2 separate regions of the Scleropages formosus genome follow, and region 1 is linked to region 2. A link is a contact called in public Hi-C data. All regions are on one chromosome and are shown on one strand. The core of a region is the stretch at or near the end of the contact, and the rest is flanking DNA. Distances in the headings are between cores, read along the strand shown.

What was found. Hi-C and Micro-C count contacts between places; a contact is called where the count stands out from the background.
Region 1: a Hi-C map of muscle shows a contact between it and region 2, with 2.5 times the contacts expected there. The contact joins the promoter of LOC108918920 here to the promoter of col6a3 in region 2. A contact is called at or near these places in 2 of 2 Hi-C or Micro-C datasets (both in muscle).

Annotation. Positions count from the first base shown.
Region 1 is chr24:11,561,575-11,566,945 of fSclFor1.1, forward strand. LOC108918920 (COP9 signalosome complex subunit 8) reads right to left here and starts at 2,789. Exons shown (of 7, transcript XM_018726558.2): 1 at 2,395-2,789; 2 at 1,549-1,619. The coding sequence starts at 2,466.
Region 2 is chr24:11,409,098-11,414,759 of fSclFor1.1, forward strand. It overlaps col6a3 (collagen, type VI, alpha 3), which reads left to right and starts at 1,273. Exons shown (of 44, transcript XM_029248605.1): 1 at 1,273-1,509.

The DNA.
Region 1 (5,371 bases), core at 1,539-4,038, 150 kb after region 2:
ACAGAAAAATACCGGAGGGAAACATGCTGCAATCCACAAGAGCACTGGTATTTGTGACATGAGTTGTCTTTCTATAGGATGATGATCCAAAACATGCAGCAAAAGCCACACTGGAATAGCAAAAAAAAAAACAAAATAATGGTCCAATCCTGAACTGGTCCACTGATCCAGTCAAAGTCCAGACCTCAATCCAACTGAACATCAGTGGAACAAATTAAAAATAGTTGTTCACAGATGTCCCCATAGAACTTGATGGAACTGAAACAATGTTGCCAATAAGATTAGGCAAAAATTCCAGTGTCAAGACATGCAACGCTGATAAAACTTACTCAGAGAGACTCTCAGCTGTAACTGCTGTCAAAGGCAGTCCTATCGAGTATGAGGGGGACTAGCTATGAACACAGAATTTACTATACCTAGATTCTTGTTGAATATTTTGCCTCCTTGTGTTACAACCATTTGAGTCATGCATTTTTTAATACAAATATTCTGGAAAAATTGTTCCAGTTGCATTGTCTTCACTGATCTATTCTCTGAAATTGTCTATTACTCAGCAAAGTCTACATTTCCTCCTCCAGCCATTAGCTGGCACTAAAAAAAAAAAGCATTGAACAGGAGTATGGGAGTGCCTTAGTTCAAGTCGCTTTCTCAGTTATCATCTGTATCTGATGCTTGCGAGGGTTCCAGAGCCAATCCTGAAAGCACTGGGTGCAAGTCTGAAGGGGAGATACACCCTGCAGTCCATTGCAGAATAGCCACACACACAATTACTCACCCACTCACAGATTTGGGGGAATTTAGAGACACCAGTTCACCTTAACTGCATGGCTTTGCACTGTGGGAGGAAACCAGAGCACCCAGAGAAAACCCACACATTGCTTTTCTATGAGATGTGCGTCGCTTTGGAGAAAAGTGTTTGATAAATGAGTAAATGGAGAAAAAGGCCGCACATTCAACTTTTGGGATTCTGATCTTTCTGATTTAGCTGTAAAAGGGACTTTACATTTATGAAAAAGTTGTGTTACAAACACCAGTCCTAATCGTGAATTGAAGAGCAACTTTATTCTTTTCAGTTTTCTCTTAGTTTCACACATTCCTGTTCATGAAGTGGAGAAACAAAACCAAGTGTCCAACATTTTAATGTGCCAACAGCTTTCATGGTACATACAAGGACAATAGCACAACAAGGACACAGCAGACAGCATTGTGCTTAGTGTCACGTTGCGTGCTGAATTTCTTGGGTTCGAACTCCCGCTTCTACTGCTGTACCCTTTATCAAGGTACTTAGCCTGAACTGTTCCAGTAAAAGCACTCTTGGTACATAAGTGAGTAGCTTCATTTTTTCCCCTTGGCAATGACTTCGTACATTTAGATTATTATTACCACCACCATTCATTAACCTCTACTTAACTGATACATTAGTCCAAGGTGACATAGTACCATACTGAAGAAATTCACACTGATGCATCCATTTTTCAGCTAAACACTACACCAACAACTGCTGGACCAATCAAGTGTGACACACAGAAAGGGGATGTGGGAACTTACATGTCATTGTGCAGGAGGTAGAGGGCCAACAACTGGCCATAAACCTGGGGGGTTGCAACTCCTCCTGGAGCCTGGTGGTGCAGAGGAAACCACATCAGACTGTGCATGCTCCCTAGCTAAAGCCTTACTAAACTAGGCACCACTCTGCATTTCTTTGCACTAAAAATTAGCCATTTGGAGCTCATTTATTTACATTTATTCATTTAGCTGACACTTTTATCCAAGCAAAGCCAAAGCAAAGTTACAATTATTTATCCATTTTATATACAGCTGCAGGGTAATTTCTACTGGAGCAATTCTGAATTCAGGGTAAGTACCTTGCTCAAGGGTACTACAGCTGGAGGTGAAGCTCGAACCTGTGCGGGGGTCAAACTAGGCAGTCGGTCTAACTACCAGCTGCTCAATATGAAAAACACAATGATCATAATATGTCACCGAGCTGAGGAGCTTAGCAGTCAGGTTACGACTTCAGACTGAGAGTGACAGACCAACTAACTTAGGACATGTGTGAGAAAATGAATCTAGAAGAATGTTCGCGATCATGTTGTTTGCACACAGTGACTGACTCGTGAGTGCGAGCTGGAAGCCTGTCACCGGCTCACATGCAACTCGACTGAGCTGTAACTCTCGACGAAGACGTGCGACATGGAAAGTCCTGTTTCTCAGCTGAAAGCATTAAACTCATGATAATAATGACTAGCTAATACACGCGCGAACAGCGAGTCATGCTCCTCATGACATGATGATCACGGAGCCGACGGAACTTGCGGGCTCCGACGGACCGGTCCCTGCGGCCACTAAAATATATGCTGGTCCACGGAACCCAGAAGCCTCCAGCCGGTTTACCTCCAGCTCCTGTGTCTCGCACTGTTCCAGCAGTTTGTTGTAGTTTTCACTCGTCATCACTGCCGCTGGCATCTTGAGTAGCTCATTCGAAAAAAGAACGTCATCAGACGACGCAACTTCCTCTTCCGGAACTGACCAGACAGGTTCCGGCCAATAGGTGGTAATTAATGCAGTTTAGAAGCGGAGAGCGAGGCGCCTAGCAGGGGGCGCTGTGCGATGAGCTCAGGCGGAAAATACCGCAGAAGGTGACGCATGCGCACTGGGAGAGTTGCGCACAGAGCCGTATCGTTCCGATGGAACTAGTTTGCGGTCTTTAAAACCACACATCTTCAGCACGGAACGACTTTGTTCTTCCTGTATTAATGTTATTCTACATGCCTTCAGGAGAGCCTTTATAAGTGAAATTAAAAATACAAAAGAAATAAATACAGATTTTTCTTTTCAGACAAAGCACGCGAATTCGGCTTGATGTGTACAAAACCGACCATTACTAATTAATTCAGGAAATTAATTACACATTTTACCAAAATGATAGGTGTGTCCCTTTCCTTTCGGCCTTGCACCTGTGTTGCCGGTCGGCTCCTGCTCGCCGCGACCCGCCTCGGGATAAACGGTTATTACTGACAATGCCAACGGTCCGGATATGTTAAAATTCTTGTCAGGTACATATTACGTGCTGTATTAATCATTCAAAATAAAGAATGACAATGACATGCCTCTGTGACAGAGTCTGTCAATAGCTGACACACTGGGCTATTTTAGGCTGTGTAGGTCAATTAAACCTACGTTCCGAGCAGAAATTTCTAAGAATTTACTACGCATTGGCGAATACTGTAGAAAATAATTCTGTTTTAGAATCTTAACATAGAAATCTAAACGCAATTATTACCAACATAATACATGTATAAGAGACACTTGAAGGGATGTTTTTAACCGGATGTTTACTACGGTCTCGCGCTTTCCGACGTCGTGGAAAAGTCACTTCATCGTGCTCTCCAGTAGAGGGCGCATGGTACTTGTGTAATATTTTTAAACCAACATGAAAGTCACCTTTTGTAGTTCCATCAATTTGTGTCCTTCTATGTGTCATTAATAATGCCACAATTCAGAAGTCATCCTCGTATGATATGATGCAACAGAGGTGTTGTAGTAGTTAGAGCTGATTTGCATTTTAAAGGTTCCTGAATCCTGGTCCTGTTGTACTGCCCCTGAGTAACATACATACAAAGATAAATTATGAGAATGCCCTGCCGGATAAATACGTAAATCATTTAAATCCCATTTGCTATGGTTGTAAGTCAGATTGCATGAACGCATTGGGTAACGTTACAGTAAAAAAATAAGGTCATAATTAATTGAATAGTAAGAAGAGAGTGTTTAGGCCAGGAATTAGTCCAGGGTTGCATGCCATGATACCAGGTCCTTCTTGTCCTTGTTGTTCCTCATGAACAATTCAATTTGGATAAAAAAAAATACCAAGCTGTATAAAATGGGTAAACAATTATAAGTGTCTTAACATTGTAAGTCACTTTAGAGAAAAACATCAGCTACATAAATAAATGTAAAATATGTTTAGAAACTGGTGTGTCTATGAAGAGAGATAAGGGGGCATGGGGCACATGCTGGTGGTAATACTGTTAAAATTATCCTGACGTTACACCTCAAACTGATCACCGGTGATTCCCGGGGTCGTATATGTAAATAAATCTTCTCTTTTGTCATATTTGAAGTGTTATAGCATACATCACACATCATCTGAAACCGCTTGTCCCATGCAGGGTCATGAGGAGCCAGAGCCTATCCTGGCAGCACAGGGCATGAGGCTGGGAGGGGACACACCCAGGCTGGGACGCCAGTCCATCGCAAGGCACCCCAAGTGGGACTTGAACCCCAGACCCACCAGTGAGCAGGACCCGGTTGAACCCACTGTGCCATTACACCCCAAGTGTTATAGTATATCACTCCCTTTATGCTCCAGGCACAGTTGGCTGCACAAATTCAAATCACCCCAATAGCTCTATGAATGCAGTCTGACAATGGCATATATCCAGGTGCAGCAGTGACCAAGCACACTTATCCTTCACACAGTGGGGTCCTACCCAACAAAAGTCCACAACACCCCCTTCTGAAAATATTACTGCATTTGGCCTTGTTGTCCAGTGAAACATTATTTTTGCCCATTAAGTGGTCATTTTACTGCCACAATGGAAATTTTCTCTGTACAACACCCTGTACCATTACACACACACACACACACACACACACACACCATCTGAACAACTTGTCCCACACAGGGTCATGGGGAGACAGAGCCTAACCCAGCAGCACAGGGCATAGGGCCAGAGGACACACCCAGGACAGGATGCCAGTCCATCACAAGGCACCCCAAGTGAGACTTGAACCCCAGACCCACTGGAGAGCAGGATCTGGTTCAACCCACTGCACCACCGTGCCACCCCCCGTTACACACTTAGTGTCTCAAACCCAACAGGTTTTTTTAATCCATCAGTAGTGTCAGTCTGACTATTTTCATTATTTTTAATACCACATTCTCACTTCTTCCATAACAAAGGTGGTGGTTTGGTGGCGTATGAATCCAGGTTCTTTCAGTGCAAAGCTGTAACCATTACACTATCCTCTGGCCCTTAATATTAACTTTCAGAAATAAGTTATGAACAAGTATCTATTAACTCAATAATCTGAATAATATAAACACTTTCAGTAACATGAATACCCTTACAATAAAACCATTCAGCATCTAGTATCACACTTTCATTAGTAGCACTACACAAGGCCTCTATAGTCATAATGTATGTGTGTTTTGCAGAGTGAAACACATGGGCAGTGATCTGGTGAACTTTATTTCTTTATATAATAAACACCCATGAGCTAAATTATCAGTGTCTCTGTCCAGATTGTGACCTGTCTCACACCCTACACTTCCTGGAATGACTGCAGACCTCCATGACCCAGCACT
Region 2 (5,662 bases), core at 23-2,522:
TTAGTGGCTTGTAGTATGCCATAAACTGATCACCAGGTGTTTAGATAGCCAGATTCTGAAACCAAATATGTAGCTGGGATGTTTAGCTGAGCTGTCCTCAGTGCTTTGTGTAACACCACAACTTGGCACCCCATATAATACCAATGTAAGAAAAGCTTCTGTCTTCAAAAATAAAATAATATTTTGCTATTGCACATCCTGCCCCTCTCCTGTATGGTTTTCCACAGGTTCAGGTATTCAGCCTGGCAGAGGCTGTCTTTTTACCTTATTCTATTTCAGCTGAAGTCAAGAGCTGCTGATGCTTGGAACATTCCAACCAGAATTTTCAGCACTGATACCTTTTCTCCGATGTACAGTAAAGAGTAAAAACGAGACTTTGATAGACTGGTAAGAACAGTGGTTAACTGCATGTTCGTTGCTTACCCTGCATGCATTTTGTTTATCTTGCAAAGAAGCAGAAGAGGGCTACTGCGAAAGAAATGAAGATGACTGCTACTGCTTTATGCACCAAGACAAAACGTGAGAAGTGTTAGAAGTTTTTATGTAGCTTTTATTTAACTATACAAACATTTGTTTCTTGTACAATGATTTGATTTGCTTACAGTTCACATTTATAATCCCGTGTCTCCTTATGGTTGTAACCGGGGCAGCTAGTTGCATAGTAGTTGGAGCTGCTTCCTTTAAACCCAAAGGTTGAATGTTTGAGTCTTACCTCCAGCTGTAATATCTTTGAGCAAGGTACTTACCCTAAAAAATTGCTCCAGTTAAGAAAAAAAAATCCAGCTGTATAAATGGATAGATAATTGAAAATAGCTTTACACTTTAAGTTTCTTTAGAGAAAAGCATAAGTTAAAAAAGTAATGAAATTTAAACAAACTTTATTGATAAGGGGTAGATAATCAGCTGGCTCCACTGGTTTCAGTGGTGTCTCTCCATATGCAGTGCTCCTGCTGCATGACCTGCCATGGCTGCAACTCTTTAGAACAGTGAACAAAGAAAGTTCTGGGCTTTACCATGTGGTAAAAATTGCAGAAATGCGTCCTCTTGGACCCTGCTGCTCTGTAGGTCCAATAAAATGCACACAAAAAGCAGGAAGCATGTTGGGGAGGGTAATGTTGGAGAGAAGGAGGAAGGTGCCTCTCCAGTTCGTGACATCATCCTTTGCTTGGTCCAGACCAAACACGACTGGTTTCCATTTCGGCTCCTTCCTTTTTTTTCTTCTTTCAGCAGGATCAAGAGTGGGAGGAGAGAGAGGGAGGAGATTGTTGGAAGACCAAGAGTTTGTCCTGCGCCTACCCTGGTCTTGCACCAGTTCTGGAGAGACACAGGAGGGTCTCTTGTCCCTTTCCACTGTCTCATCCTTTCTGCCACATCTACTGCCTGGCTACACAACTATCCCCAAGAGGGTTGCCCTACTGAAGACGGAACGACCAGCAGGACAATGATCACAGAGCAACAACGCTGTTAGATTGCAGTTTTAAATTGCGGACTACAGCAGTGTAGCTCAGGGTAAGTGATCTTGTTCTTTTCCTCTGAGGTCTAAATGGAGTTCTCACTTTAGAGGGTTAAAGAAACTCATATTGTAAAAAAAACTGACAAAATATGTCTGAAAATTTACGTTTCTTAAATTTGCATTATTATCCGTCTTAATCTCGTTTTTCATGTTGATTTGAGTCGATTTGGAGAGAAGGAGGAAGGTGCCTTTATCTTTTCAGCAATTAATTCCATCAGCATTTTTATCCTCATGGTACTCCTGTTTGCGTGTATAAAGTGTAACAAGTCCAAAAAAGTTGTATAGTACAAATGTTCAGAAAGTTTTTCTTCGACAAGGTTAACACGTCAGGATAATTTAATGTATTTGCTTATACATTTTCCTTTGTTGTAGACACTATTCCCAGAAAATGTTGACATTTTGCAGTTGTTTTCATTGCTGTGTAATGCAGTTTACATTTAAAATGACATTTCAGGAGAATAACCTTGATTAAGCATACAAGAGCAGTGCCCCACCCAGAATTATAACCTGCACATGAAGTCTAGATTGACTATGCGCAGGAGTACGCTGGAGAATCAGAGAAACGTGATACTCCTCGTACTGTACCCCAATGCCAAGTGAAGGTAGTATAGTAATGGTGAAGGAATTATATCTGCAACCAAAAGTGTGAAGGTAGAGGTCCCAGGAAGGGAGTTTCCAGTCTCTGTCTCAAACAAGTTCATGCAGATTAAATTGCACAATCCAAAGGTGACCCATTAAAAATTTTCTATGCTGAATACCACTGTGAATTGTATCTGTCAAACTGTAGAAATCACAGATTATATTATATGTAGCTGTGCTCTTCTTACCACTGGTTCCATGCAGTGAATGGATATATGAAGTAAGCATCTGGTGTTAAAATTCCAGCTACATATTATTTCACATGAGGGCAGCATTGAGCACTCTGGCTGTTGGTGCTAAGACCTCCATATATAGACATGCAACTGGAGCAAAAGTTAAATGATGATGCAGTATAATCAAAATGTCCATCAGAGATAACAATCAAAAAAAAAAAAACTAAGTAATGTGGGTAACCAAGTACAGTGGTTTCTTTTTGCAGCATATTGTCTTGATGCTGGTATTTTCCCTTCAGAGTAGCTTGCTTTTGCAGTTCAAGTTAATTTTTGTGAGAGAGAAAAATGGCACTATGCTTGACTGATCTAAACTCCGCTGGAGCGGAAAATATACTTGCATGATATAGAAGCTGCATATTATTACATTTACTGAAAGTGCAGAAATATGTAAAGAGCAGGGTTGTGAGTACAATAGAATATGAAAACTCATATTGATTTCTTTATTTTTGTCCTCTCAACATTTGTTCAGTTATTATGGATGTGACTCTGAATAGCATGTTTCAAATATGTTACCTCTGCATGCAGAAGAATCTCATGTTGCAGAAACTGGGAGAGGGCCAAAGGAGGGGAAAAACGACTTTTGTCCGATCCCAGTACTGCCCCTGTTGGAGAGTTTAAGCAGTATTCTTTCAATACACTGCTTCTTGTTACAATCATTTATACTACATTCATTCATTTAGCTGACACTTTTCTCTAAAGCAACTCACAACTAAATATCAATTCATACAGTTGGGTAACTTTGCAAGAACAACTTAAGGTAAGTACGTTGCTTAAGTGACTTACAGCTAGAGGTGGGATTAAAACCTGGGTTCTTCAGGTCTAAAGGCAGCAGCTCTAACCTCTACACTATAAGCTCTCTTTGCCCTGCTATACTGAGTTTATCAAATACTATATCTAGAAATGTTACAACATATCCAGAAATCTGCTTTATCATTTGTTTTCATTGTTAAAAACTAGATCACATGTTTGTTTTGAAATTAATCCGACGGACTTTTCAAAGGGAGCCTGTGCCCTAAAACATTTCCCTGTGTGCTTTGCAAAATGATTCCTCACATGAAATAGAACTGCACTGACCATCACAGAACACTGATAATAAAAGAAAACATAATTTGTTCCTATAGATTTCAGAAACATGATGTGGTCCTCATAACTTACAGAAGTGCTCTGCTTGCTACTGCTACAGGAATAATTAATTGGCTTATTTTATGGATCAGACAGCATTTTTTATAGAATTTTTAGCTTAATGTACGCATTTTAACCGAATGACTTATGTCAGAAATTGTACTTAAAGTAATGGGAGAAATGGATACTTGAGAGATATAAACTTTCTGCCATGCAATTAGAGGTTACATTACACTAGATACAAAGGCCAAATACAACAAAAATCAATTCTGAAAAACATTTACGGCTATTCATTTAGTCAAACGTTTTTCTCTAAAGCAACGTACAACTCAAAGAAAACAAAAGTGCATTTCACAAACAGATGGAGTGTTACAGATGCAAACAGCCAATGCAACCTTGAAGTACCGTCAGCAAGTCCAAATACCACAGTTTTTCCCAAGACCCATTACTTGAGTACCAGAATGTAGAACTGACAGGGAGTAATTTTGTGTTTTAAAGAGAAAATACGGTCTAAACTTACTGTGCAGACAGAAAATCAAGAGAAATATGAGTCTGAAAGAGATGTGTTTTACAAGCAGTCAGAGCAGGGGGAGTGTAGCATTTTGGCTAGAGTGTTGTGAGAGATGAAATCTGGACATTCTTTACATGCTGGACAACTTCAGTGACCTTATTATTATTATTATTATTATTATTATTATTATTATTATTATTGTTTTTGTTGCTGGTGTTGTTGTCTTCTTTCAAAATTCATTAATCAAACTCCTTCGATTTGTGCATAACTGCTCATATATTAAAGGAAAACCAAAAGTACTCAGTGAAATTAAACAAAAGTTTGCTTGAATATTTGGGGGGATTCCTCATGATCCATCAGTATACAGCGCTTATTGTTTTTGGAATTTTTGGAATGTTTACTTTGCAGCATGATTAAACATTGTTTAAATATATGTGTAGATAAGACAGGAAGGAGGCAGGAAGGGCATGGGTGAGTACGGAGGAACAGTGGGTCGCTATATCGGGAGCAGCTTTGAAAGTAGCAATAAAGTGTGCTTTGTGTGTATATAAAATATAAAACAAATACAAATAAAATTAGAGTAAATAATGACTCATAAAGGGAGGATGGCAGTGGAGAGTAAATGCATGAATAAATGATCTTGAAACACAGCATCATAAACTGTAGCAAATTATACTTCTGTACTCCATGTACATAAAAAAAAATTAAAACTACATTTAAAATCCTACCTGAATATAGAATGGCCTTTGTTGAGTTTAAGGAAGTAGTGTGGATTGGTGACATGCTTTTCAATCAGTAGGTGGCAGTCTGTAGCCACAGTACAGCAGTCATCCATTGTGCTCTGACTGGTTTCTTGGTGTGTTACAAAAGCTTACCATCCAAAGTAAGTTCAGTATGGGTTTTAATTTCCAAGAAGAAAACATATGTTGATTTTTAGAACCCTTTTACATTTATGCTAGAAAGAGTAGTAATACAGTACTATGCAAAAGTCTTAGGCATTTAGATGTTCCACAAAAATATTTGTTTTAGACGGTTATTTTATGTCTTCCACATTAGTGTCAGTGGGAAAGAGCATATTTTAGATTTCCAAGCATTCTTTTTGCAAAAAAGTTACAATATTAAAGTAAGGGTTTTGTATGTCATTAAAGAAAGAAAGTACACATAGTCTGAAACCAGTTATCCCAAGTGGGGTGGCGGCAAACCAGAGCCTAACCCAGAAACACAGGGCCCAAGGCTGGAGGGGGAGGAGACACACCCAGGACGGGACGCCAGTCCATCACAAGGCACCCCAAGCAGGACTCAAACCCCAAACCCGCCAGAGAGCGGGACCCGGCCAAGCCTGCTGCAACCCTGCTTGGGACAAGTGGTTGTTGACAATGGATGGTTACTAAGCTTCGTAAGAAGTTTATTAATTAAAAGCATTATCTTTGGAAGCATTCTCACATATGTACAAATTAATAAATTAGTATTAAATAGAATTTAATTTTCATTATTCAATCCCTTAGGTAAATAAAGAAGTGTTGAAAGACTAAGAGTACTTAATTTCATGTAATTGCTGAAATAATGACCACTAGATTAGTCATTGGAAAGAAAATGAAAAAAAAAAAATAGTTGACCTTGACGAAAACTACTACTGTTGGTATT